Regions from separate parts of the Bombyx mori genome. Here region 1 is linked to region 2. The links are chromatin contacts, called in public Hi-C maps. All regions are on one chromosome and are shown on one strand. Each heading gives the region's core, a stretch centred on a gene start, on an enhancer-like site or on the middle of the called end of the contact. The rest is flanking DNA. Distances are from core to core; before and after follow the strand shown.

Region 1 (5,271 bases), core at 1,211-3,710, 61 kb before region 2:
AAAATCCTTCCAAATTATTCAATCCCGTTTTTGCATGATAGCCGTCGGAGCTCCGTGGTTCGTCAGGAACGTCGACCTCCATGACGACCTGGACTTAGAGTCCGTCAGTAAGTATTTACAGTCGGCGTCGATGCGCCACTTCGATTAAGCGGCACGACACGAGAACCCTCTCATCGTGGCCGCCGGTAACTACATTCCCGATCCTGCGGACAGAATGGAAAGCAGTCGACGTCGCCCAAAACACGTCATCTCGGATCCTCCCGATCCACTAACGGTGCTTCTAGGTACTTCAAGCACCGGTCACCGTTCTCGTCGAACCCGTCGCTTGCGACGAAGGGCTCGACGAGTAAATTAACTCTCAGACACAGCCCACTGAGTTTCTCGCCGGTTCTTCTCAGTTGGTCGCGTTTCCGATCCGGTGGTAGATTCTGCGAAGCACGACTCTTGCTAGGGTTCGTGTTAGCATCGTCGTCAGGTTTGAGCCCCGTGAGCTCACCTACTAGTTAAGGTTTCGCTGGAATAGCCTCTCTAGGCTACCAGCTTAGGTAGGATTAAAAAAAGGTAGTGTTACGATTTAAAAAAAAAATATATAATTAAAATCAAAGAAGGATAAAATTTAAAATAAGCCATATAAATTTAGTTGTAGTTTGAAATTAATACAGGCGATTTGGCATAGCATTGAAAATCTTGTTAGCAGTGACGATTGCGTTTATCTGTTATTATTGGTTGCCGCAACGCAGCTTAAATCGGATCCATTAAGTTTCAACAAAGGTAATTTGCCCAGCTAGTAATCTATCTGGCGTATGTCTCCGCCTCTGACGGCTATTATTGCTGCCATTATCACTTTAATACAGTAAATCACACCGATCGATGACGTCAGATAGTAATCAAAGTCTGGAAGCAATCAAGCGTGAATTGCGAAACCGCCGCTCGTAATTTGTGCGAATATAATTGTAATTTTTTTTATATTACCCGTTGAATCGCATGATTTAGTAGTGTACCGTGATTAGTCTCTGCTGTTTATCGCGAAATATGTTGAAACACCCATCTGTTGATATCTGTTGACGGGGGTACCTTCCTAACAAGAATTGTACGAAGCAATAAATAAATAAAAGTTTCATAACTATCAAATTCATGTGGCATAGAACCCCATAAAGTAAAAACATATACTGTTATTTATGTTTTTTTTATTTTATTGCTGAGATGTGTGGACGAGCTCACAGCCCACCTGGTGTTAAGTGGTTACTGGAGCCCATATACATATACAACGTACCTAAATGCGCCACACACCTTGAGATATAAGTTCTAAGGTCTCAGTATAGTTACAACGGCTGCCCCACCCTTCAAACCGAAACGCATTACTGCTTCACGGCAGAAATAGACGGGGCGGTGGTACCTACCCGTGCGGACTCAGAAGAGGTCCTACCACCAGTAAACGTGACGTATGTGACTATAATACGATGTAGATTTGTCCTTTAATTTAGAAGAAGAAAATTGACTATGTGGTCTCATCCTACAATGGCACCACACCACTCAATCGGTGGATATCATAAACAGCGACTAGAGGATTCACCGGAGAATGGGTACCATCGTTTTACTTGTATTCTGCGATTGCGTACCTAAGTTTACTGGTGGTACGGTACATTTCAAGACAGTTCGGGTGGTTATCACTACTATCGTAACGATTTATCCCACGAAGTAGTCATACGTACTGGTTTGATGATACAAACCTTATACAATACAATTGAGATTTCGACCACATGTCTCAGAATGGGTGGTAACGTCCTTATCGTGATGTCTATGGACTTTGGTAGCCACTTTGTATCTGGTAAGCCGTAGATACACACATAAAATAAATTGGCGAATTTTTTTTATTTTTTTTTTATTGCTTAGGTGTGTGGACGAGCTCACAGCCCACCTGGTATTAAGTGGTTACTGGAGCCCATAGACATCGACAACGTAAATGCGCCACCGACCTTGAATGTCATGATACATCCTACTGCCAGTAATTACGTAAATTAATAAACATTGAGGGTTTCATTGGTATTGCACGATGTCCCTTTATCGTGGGATGTATTCACTAACTAATACCCAGCAAAAACCCGGCGCCTTGCTCATTAAGCCCCGAATGCTTCAAAATGTGTCGGGATGATAATTGAAAACAGTCAAACACCTAAGACAGATTGCATATCAACTTTACTTGTAAATTTAGGCTGTTGACGCACTATCTTTATGTTGATTGGAATTGAATCAGCCGTTAAGAATGTGCGACTCATACCGGATTCTTATCTAATATTTATTGAAAAAAATAAATTGTATCAAGAATTGAAGTGCAAGCGTCACGGAGTTCAACATTCTGCCTTTGTTAGACAATAGATTGGATTAATCATAACATAGATATCATATCGTAGTTCCGTTGTAGACAAGGATGCGCACACTTGAATTTCTGCGAATTTCTTTGTAGTTAAGTTATTATTATGCTTAAGATTTAAATCTGCCTCAAATTAGAAGAATTGGCGTAATTTATACGTAAGGATTTTAGCGGAGTTTGGTAACCCGACCTGTCTCCTGCGAAGCTTTCATGTGTTCTAGTTTAAACCACTCATCATAATATGGGCCAAGAACTTGTTTTCTTATTGTTGAAGTAGACCCCGGCTTAAGTAGGCCCCTGAAATTGCTAATGTCCATGAACGATGGTGACTAATTTCATCAAGTGGGACGTATGCTCGTCTGCCCAGAATGGCAATTTGAGGGCAGTATACATTTTGAAGTCTGGTAATTTTAGATAATACACATAAATTTCAGATTATTGAAAATTTATTTCATTGTAAGTTACAAATTTTATTTCACCACTTAATTACGTTACTACGTTGCATTCTAGAAATTTTCAAATTGTCATTTGTATACATAACCTACCTGGCAGTGATAATAAGTAGCGATGCCTATTTTATTTGGTCATAAACTTATAGATAATTAATAAAACCCTGGCTTTGGAAATTCATTTTGTGCGAGTATCGGCTGAAGGATGCTGAAAAGTGAAAGAGATTGCATGCATGCGGGTTGGTTGTGATGTTGGTGGCGATGCAGGTTGTGGCGGTGGGCGCGCGGGAGGCTGGTCGGAACTGGTCCGGCGCACGCGCGGGGCATAGTCTCGCGGTCGGCCGGCAGCGACGCGCCATCGTCCACGGCTCGCCACTCAGTGCACGCGCTGCCTCGCCGACGCCCGCGCTAGCTTGCATGGCCGACCGTGTGCCCATCTCCACGCACCGACCCCGACAGATCGGAACGACATCGCATATACACTGACTGGCATCCCTCAAACGATTCCGTTTTCCCGACCGAAGTCAAACTCGATGGTTCCTAAATTTCGTAAACATTCCATGCACGTGAGTTTCGCTATATCCTTCTCTGTTTACATTTTTTAAAGGTGCTATTTTTTTTATTATTATTTTTTGTTTGTTTGTAAAACTTAAGTTCTTCGTTGTGCATCGCGAGTGTAGTTGATAATTTGACCGGCATTGGAGATCTACGATCTGAATTTAAAGGTGAGTAATTATTGTTTTATGACATTTTTTCTCCGATACATTTCAATATATTTTTATTCATAGTTTTTGTGTGTTATATTAGAAAGTTACTTGCATGGCAACCAAACAAGTTAAGGCTACATGCACGTACGTAGTAAATGCGCAAGTAAGTACTTAAGTTGAAGTAACCTCGTTAAGTTGGGTCAAGATAAAATAAAATTCGATTTAAAAAAATGATGCATCGGTAAGAATCTGAATAAGTTTCAAAACACATTCCACTATATATCCACAGCAACCTATATTGTACTTTAATACCCATAGACTTGTATGCAACGTAACGATGACGTAGCAACAGCTTTTACTACGGCAATAAGAAAACAAACCAGTAGGCGATGTTGTAAGTCTAATATCATACTCATTAGTTGCTTGAATTTTCGTATCTATCTTAAACACATACATATACAAATTTAAAAATCCAATCAACTAGTTTAAATATAATTTTAGTTCCGAAACGGTGTGATACAATAAAAACTAAATACTTATATATATGCTAGTTTATGAGTTTTTTTTAACTTATGATTTACAAGAAGTTTCTGTATATATTTCTTCCAATTCGTCATTCTGATATAGGTAGTCTTTTAAATTACTTACCGATTTTTGTAGTTGTCAGAATGCGTTCAACCTTCGTGTTCAGTTTGATAGTTTACTGAATAGTACTCGAACAGACGAATTTAATGAGCCCAAGCTTGGTGATTTTAATAGCTGTTCTAGACGGTCTATTATCTTACGCATATATCTTACGGGTAGCGTAAAAAGCTATTCCAGCTACGCCCGGACTGGTAGGTGAGCTCAAGGGCTCAACCTGAGAGAGTTTGCTAACACTAGCCCCGGCAAGAGCTGTGCTTCGCAGAATCTACCACCGGATCGGAATCGCGACCCACTGAGAAGATCCGGCAAGAAACTCAGCGGGCGAGACGGTCTAAACGCTGTCTATCATTACGGTCCATTATCAGCCTTCAAGCTTTATCAACAAAATTACACAAAGACGAATTTCATTATGTCGCAACAAATTGAATTAGAATTGAAGATTCTTTAAGTGAGTATTGGCAAACATACATAATACATGTATGTACCTATGTATCAACAAGCTCAAATGATTGATCCTTTAGTATGAAGCTAATTGGCCATATCTCAAAACGAACGTAAAATGTACAAAATGAGTAGTTACTTATCTACTACTGCTGTTGTTATTTTTGTTCTTGACAACAATTATAATCAAGCTATAACATAAAATAGGTTTTAAGGATGTGTGTTCGTTAATCTTCTCAAAAAATATTTTTTTGCTCAGATGGGTGGACGAGCTCACAGCCCACCTGGTATTAAGTGGTTACTGGAGTCCATAGAAATCTACAATGTAAATGCGCCACCCACCTTGAGATATAAGTTCTAAGGTCTCGATATAGTTACAACGGCTACCCCACCCTTCAAACCGAAACGAAATACTGCTTCACGGCAGAAATAGGCGAGGTGGTGGTACCTCACAGGAGGTCCTACCACCAGTAAAAAAAATTAAAAATGATTAGTAACTGACATAGACCAGCAGATTAATTCCCCTGCCATCTAATGCCAAGGGATGCTTTTAATTTGCGAAGCAATTTTTACTTAGCTTCATGAGCTTTATTTAAATGGAATGCTTAATGTAAAAGCTTGTTGTCTTCAATAGGATCATAATTATTATGTATTATTA
Region 2 (5,606 bases), core at 2,669-5,168:
TACATTTACTCACTAATTTAAATCGAAATACAAAAATAGCACATTCTAGAATTCTGCGATTCAATCCCGCGTACTGACTGCAGTATTCATAGATTCTGGATGGTAATAAATTTCGTTTACTAGCGAACCAGCTTCCCAACCAGCGCGGCGACTGGTTGAACGGTTGCGAAATTAACTTTTTAAGTAATAAAATACTTCATTCTGGTTATTTTCTTGTATTGCTTTTTCGTTTCGTTCGTTAAAACTATTAACGTTTTGTTTATTTTCTATTGCTCATTATTCAGTACACAGTTTATGTTCGTAAATAGAACACTCGATGTGTATTTTTAGTTTCAATCCTCGTGCAAAATGCACCCGGCAACACCAGCGTTGGGCGTATGTGCTTCACCGCGCCCCCGCATCTTACTCCACAGTTCAGAGCACCTGAGCATTTTAACTATCTAAAATATGTAATCTTTTCTGAGTGAATGATAAGGCGAAATAATCTGAATCGAAATGTAAAACAAACTGTTTAAATAAATTAAGTACCTAAATACTCAAGAGTGGATAAAATTCTACTAGAAAAACACAAAACCATTATTATGTACATATATTTACGTAATGAATCATTAGAAACAAGATTATCATAAAATGTGTGCTTCGTACTGATTATAGCTTAGTTCACCGGTGAAATGTGTGTTTTTCATAGAGCGTAGGTTCGATACTGTGCTCAACTTATTCGTTTTCAACTATTTTGATCTGCAGAAATGGAGATATGTAGTTCAAAACAAAATATGCCTTTATTTGCACTTCGTATTTTTCACGAGTCTTGATTGTAGAAATTCAACTGTAAGTTATTAGACTGTGATTGGGAGTGCGGACAAATTAGAATGCTGAGCTCTGTTTGGTGTTAAAACGTTTGATAAGTTTACAGATTTGTGCAAATATTGGCCGCCAATATTGATAATGTCTGGCAGTTTACCTGCTAATAAGTTGCTTGACTCCTTTGATTGTTAAATATTCGTTGTTAGATAATCGTTTCCTTATCTCATATTAGTTACTGCGAGGTGCTGACCCACTCTGTGCTAAATAATTGGACTAAACTTTAAATTATGGTACATGTGAAAAATACTGGTCTAAATACTTAGATGTCATGATCCATACGATGCTAACAGGCTACTGTCATAGATAGCATGACGTAACTACTCATCTTCAAATAAAATATCGAAATTTTAATTAATCGTATGGAAATAACTGTAAATAACAAAAGTAAAACATATCGGTTTTTTTTTCAAATTTCTAAACTCTAGCGTTTAAATGTTAAACTAAACTGGATAAGTTATATTATGGGGAATGAGCCAGTTCTTCGTTATGAATGAAATGATTGTATCATGACATCATGATCGTTTTTGGTTACCGAGTATACAAATAACGTTAGTGCTAAACCATCATTGTTAAGTGACAAACGAGCACACACAAAAAATTAAATACACATTTAATATTTTGTAATTCTCGATATTGGAGAGACATTGGGTAGGAATGGTGGGGTCCTTGATACTAGGGCTGTTTTTACTGTCGCTGCAGGCTGACGAGGCAGATCAGCATTCGACTCACCTAGTGGAGAGCTGTCAGCGTCGCACAAGTGCTTCAGCGATGCTGACGACACAGCCAAGCACCTGAACTAATCTGAGCTTAGATAAATTACAAATTTGTTTTGACTGGCTCTTAACCCGATTTTGATATTTGTGTTCCCGATATATCAGTGCTGTTGCAAACGCCATGATTTTTGCGGAACGTAATCTGTGTCTAGCTTTATATAGGTCTCGGTGTTAACCGAAATTGGGATAAAAATGAATACATAAACAATTTGAATGGATATGGCAAATAAAAACACAGAATAAACAGGATTTCCTTAAATTATGATAATTCATTGACAAAAAGAGCGCACAATTTTAGATGAAATTTATCGTTTGTAGATATTCGATTAGCGCTATGTGAAAATAAAATAACCATAAAAGATATTTAGATCGTTTCTCAAGTAGTACTTCTACTTAGAGAACTGGTTAATCATGGTACGAATTTTAATGGCGAATTGAAATAATAATAATTGCCACCATGAAACAACGTAGGATTATATCTTAGTAAATAAACATGTAACAAATATGTATATGTTAGGTGGATGTTTGTGAGAAGAACATAAGTATAAGCGTATAACACGGCTAAAGTATGAAGCATAAAAAAGTACAGAATCTAAAAAACGGGTTTCACTTAATAAGAAATTTAAACATGCTAAACTAGGAGTTGGAAAAGCTGCTTTACTATTTATTACCTCAAATGCCTCAAAAATGTTAAAAATATGTAACTTACAAAAATGAGAATAAACACAAAATAGTTGAAGCAAAACCTTTGTAATGAAAATTAAACGTTCTTCGTTGTTTTTAAAGTTTAATTTTGTGTAGCATCAGTCATTAATTCTGGGTGAATTAGTTTCGTTGATATAGAGGTCCATTGAAATAAATGAACTCCGGTAATCTAAATCTACTACACCTACCGCAGCAACTTGGACTTAGATGCGTGTGAAAATTTCTAGCTAATTGGGCGTCATAAAATCGGTGAAGATCCCATCCAAAGAACCCCATACATACAAACCGACATACATACCAATCTAATAAAAGTGCGTTAGGTACATACCTTTATTAAGAGACTAACTTTAAAATAATTTCACCCACATAAAGGGTTCTTTGGATTCGGATTCAATAAAAAAAATACCATATAAAACTGGCAACAACACCTACAAGAATATTTGTACGGATTGAAAAAATACAAGCTATCCAAACATTGTTCTACACTCAACTATACGAGTACTTGGTAACTTATTGAAAACAAATTACGTAGCTCTAACGGACTTAAATGTCTCTACAGAATGTCAATTTTCATATAAAGCGCATTATTCAGGGTGGTCCTACAATAGGCGACTGGTATAAAATGCTATGACATCCTCATTATAAATGCTAATACCAAAGTAAGCATTGTCGTATAGGGTTGTGATAAAGTTTTTTTTAAAATTCTAGATGAGTACAAATACTCTTTAGAAACATAGTTGTACTAACCAGTCCCAAGCCTGGGACCGCTCTTGAAGGGCACTCGTTAGACTACAGGACGAGGACGAAGGACTACTGAAATCAAAAGACTTCGATAAAATGAAGCTTAACAAAATCGAGTTATATAGATTCAATACCAATTTCGAATACTGTTATCAGATGAAAAAAACATTCAAATATTAAATTATTATTATAATGACGTTGTTAACTTTATAAACCCATTTCATCTGAAAGGTAGTCGCTTTTTTCATCAAAAAATATTAAAGCATGTTTCATTTTTGCCCTGTGAACAAATATGTGGATTTTGTGAAATTTAATGAATGACTAAATATATCTTCTCAGTTGGTTTCTTATTCTTGAGGACTCTTCTGTCGTCTATTCTTAGTCTTCTCACTCTTTCTCTCCACGTATCATTTGCCTGGTGGGGAGCCTCGTTGATCGGCATTTTCAGCTGCTGAGTAACCTGATTAGACCACCGCTTTGGACTTCGGCCACAAGACCTTTTTCCCTCAATTTTCCCGGTAACGATACCACTACGAATCTTTCCAAGCTATCAAGTTTTGTGGAGGCTTTGTGACCGAAATATTACAAGAACACGAAGACGTATAGAGGTGGCTACGAACAAATTATCATAAAAGAAAAAACAAAAGATTTTGTATTTCGTTGGCAACCCTTGTATAGGAAAGCCATTAGCATTTCCCTCGAGGGCCACGTGTCCATGCAAATGTGTTTTAGAACAAAGAACCGTTAAAGAACGCATTAAGTAATTACGAGAGCCGTATGTGAACTTGTTATCATTACAAACATTTGAATTCTCATTATGAATAATATTAATGCATTTATTTGCACGACGCAACGCGACCGCGTACGAGAAAATCTTCGTTACGACCTACGTTATTGACTATCGAGCGATAACTTACGAGAATATCTCCGAGTTTAACTGAACTTGTTTTTAAATGTAAATAAATAAAGTTCGCAATGAACATAATGCGCATGATTAAAATTTTGAATATTTTGTTACTTAAGAGGAGCAGATGAGGTGGCGCCCACCTGATACTGATTGAGCCATATTGTCTTATTACAAACGCTGTCCTAAGCTTTTCCGGTAGGATAGAGCTAGCCTAAAGAAAAAGTCTGGTGTACTCGCATTGAGCGATGCGATTATGCCGTGTTATTAAATCACGTAAACAGCTTCAATAAAAACGTACTTAAAACATGAGCGGACATGCCTTTCACAATGTAGGAATAACATCATGTTATCTATCTATATAGGTATTATATAAAAATGAATTGCTGTTCGTTAGTCTCGCTAAAACTCGAGAACGGCTGGATCGATTTGGCTAATTTTGATCTTGACTTATTTTTGGAAGTCCATAGAAGGTTTAAAAGGTAGATTAATATGAAAATGCTGGAAATTAAATAAAAATAACAATGTTGTTTTTCCTTTGACGTGTCGGACGGATTCCTTTTGTTTGTTTTAAGTTTATTTTATACAAAAGTTTAGGTCTTTTATTTATCGATTGAGGCACTACGAAGTCTGCCGCGTCAGCTAGTAAAAACTAAATTTCCATTAAAGATAATGTGCGTAATTTTATAGTTTGAAGGAAGGGTCAGCTGTTATGCTATACAATTGAGATTTAGACCTCATGTCTCGGGATGGGTGGTGGCATTTACGTTGTGGTGTTAATATGCTTCCGGTAAACACATAGCAACAAGGTTGGCCATGAGCTTGTTTACCCAATTATTTAATAAATAAAAATCACAGATATTTTTTCTATCAATAATATTATAATACAATAATACTAATGATAATCGTAATTTTCTGTTTATGTTCGTATATTTGGAAAAGAGCAAGCTCTTCTTAGCTTCTTTGTAATTCTTTATAGTGGGGAAGCTGCATCCTGTGTCGGTGGAACGTTATTGATGGTTTAAAAATATCTGTGAATTATTTGTTTTAAAAAACATTTTGTTTTCATCAACACGTTGATTTGTCATGATAAATCAAGTTACTTTAAGCCCGTCATTTTTATGCGGAAACATTAATGAAATATCTTTTTTTGATGAATAATGAAACTAAATCTACATCATACATCCAAATTCTATGAACCACTCTTGAAATTCGTATAAAGGGATGTTAAATCTTCTTCCGACATTAATGTATCATGTGCAATACCTAATACAAACAGCAGATGACTCATTATCATTACTTTTAGATTGAATAAAATTAACTCACTTATGTTATTAAAAACAAAACAGTTTATATTACGTCGATAAAGACTTTAATTATTATAAACGACAATATTTTGTATTGAAATCCGCTGTTATCGCGACTCTTAAAACAGTTAAATTGTTTTAGTTGAGATTTTTATTGCATTTAATAATCATGCGCGCTTAAACTCTTTTAACAATGTAAAGCCACAAATATGTCTAGTACCTTTACAATGACTGTTTCGATTCGTTTTTTGATAGTGAGTCATAAAATACAATATTACAATGTTAATTGATAAATAAAGTATCTAGATTGAG

Evidence for each region. Hi-C and Micro-C count contacts between places; a contact is called where the count stands out from the background.
Region 1: a Hi-C map of whole pupa shows a contact between it and region 2, with 1.7 times the contacts expected there. The contact joins the promoter of LOC101735590 here to the enhancer-like site in region 2. A contact is called at or near these places in 2 of 7 Hi-C or Micro-C datasets (an unstated tissue and whole pupa).

What each region holds. Positions count from the first base shown.
Region 1 is chr10:10,607,473-10,612,743 of ASM3026992v2, reverse strand. LOC101735590 (BMP-binding endothelial regulator protein) reads left to right here and starts at 2,460. Exons shown (of 9, transcript XR_009974080.1): 1 at 2,460-3,386; 2 at 3,475-3,545.
Region 2 is chr10:10,547,988-10,553,593 of ASM3026992v2, reverse strand. The region is part of intron 4 of LOC101735590 (BMP-binding endothelial regulator protein); the gene reads left to right. Among protein-coding and RNA genes, the nearest start is that of LOC733030, 32 kb to the right of the region's middle. Within about 2 kb of position 3,918, at least 3 of the 8 cell types and tissues checked have open chromatin away from gene starts, as enhancers often do.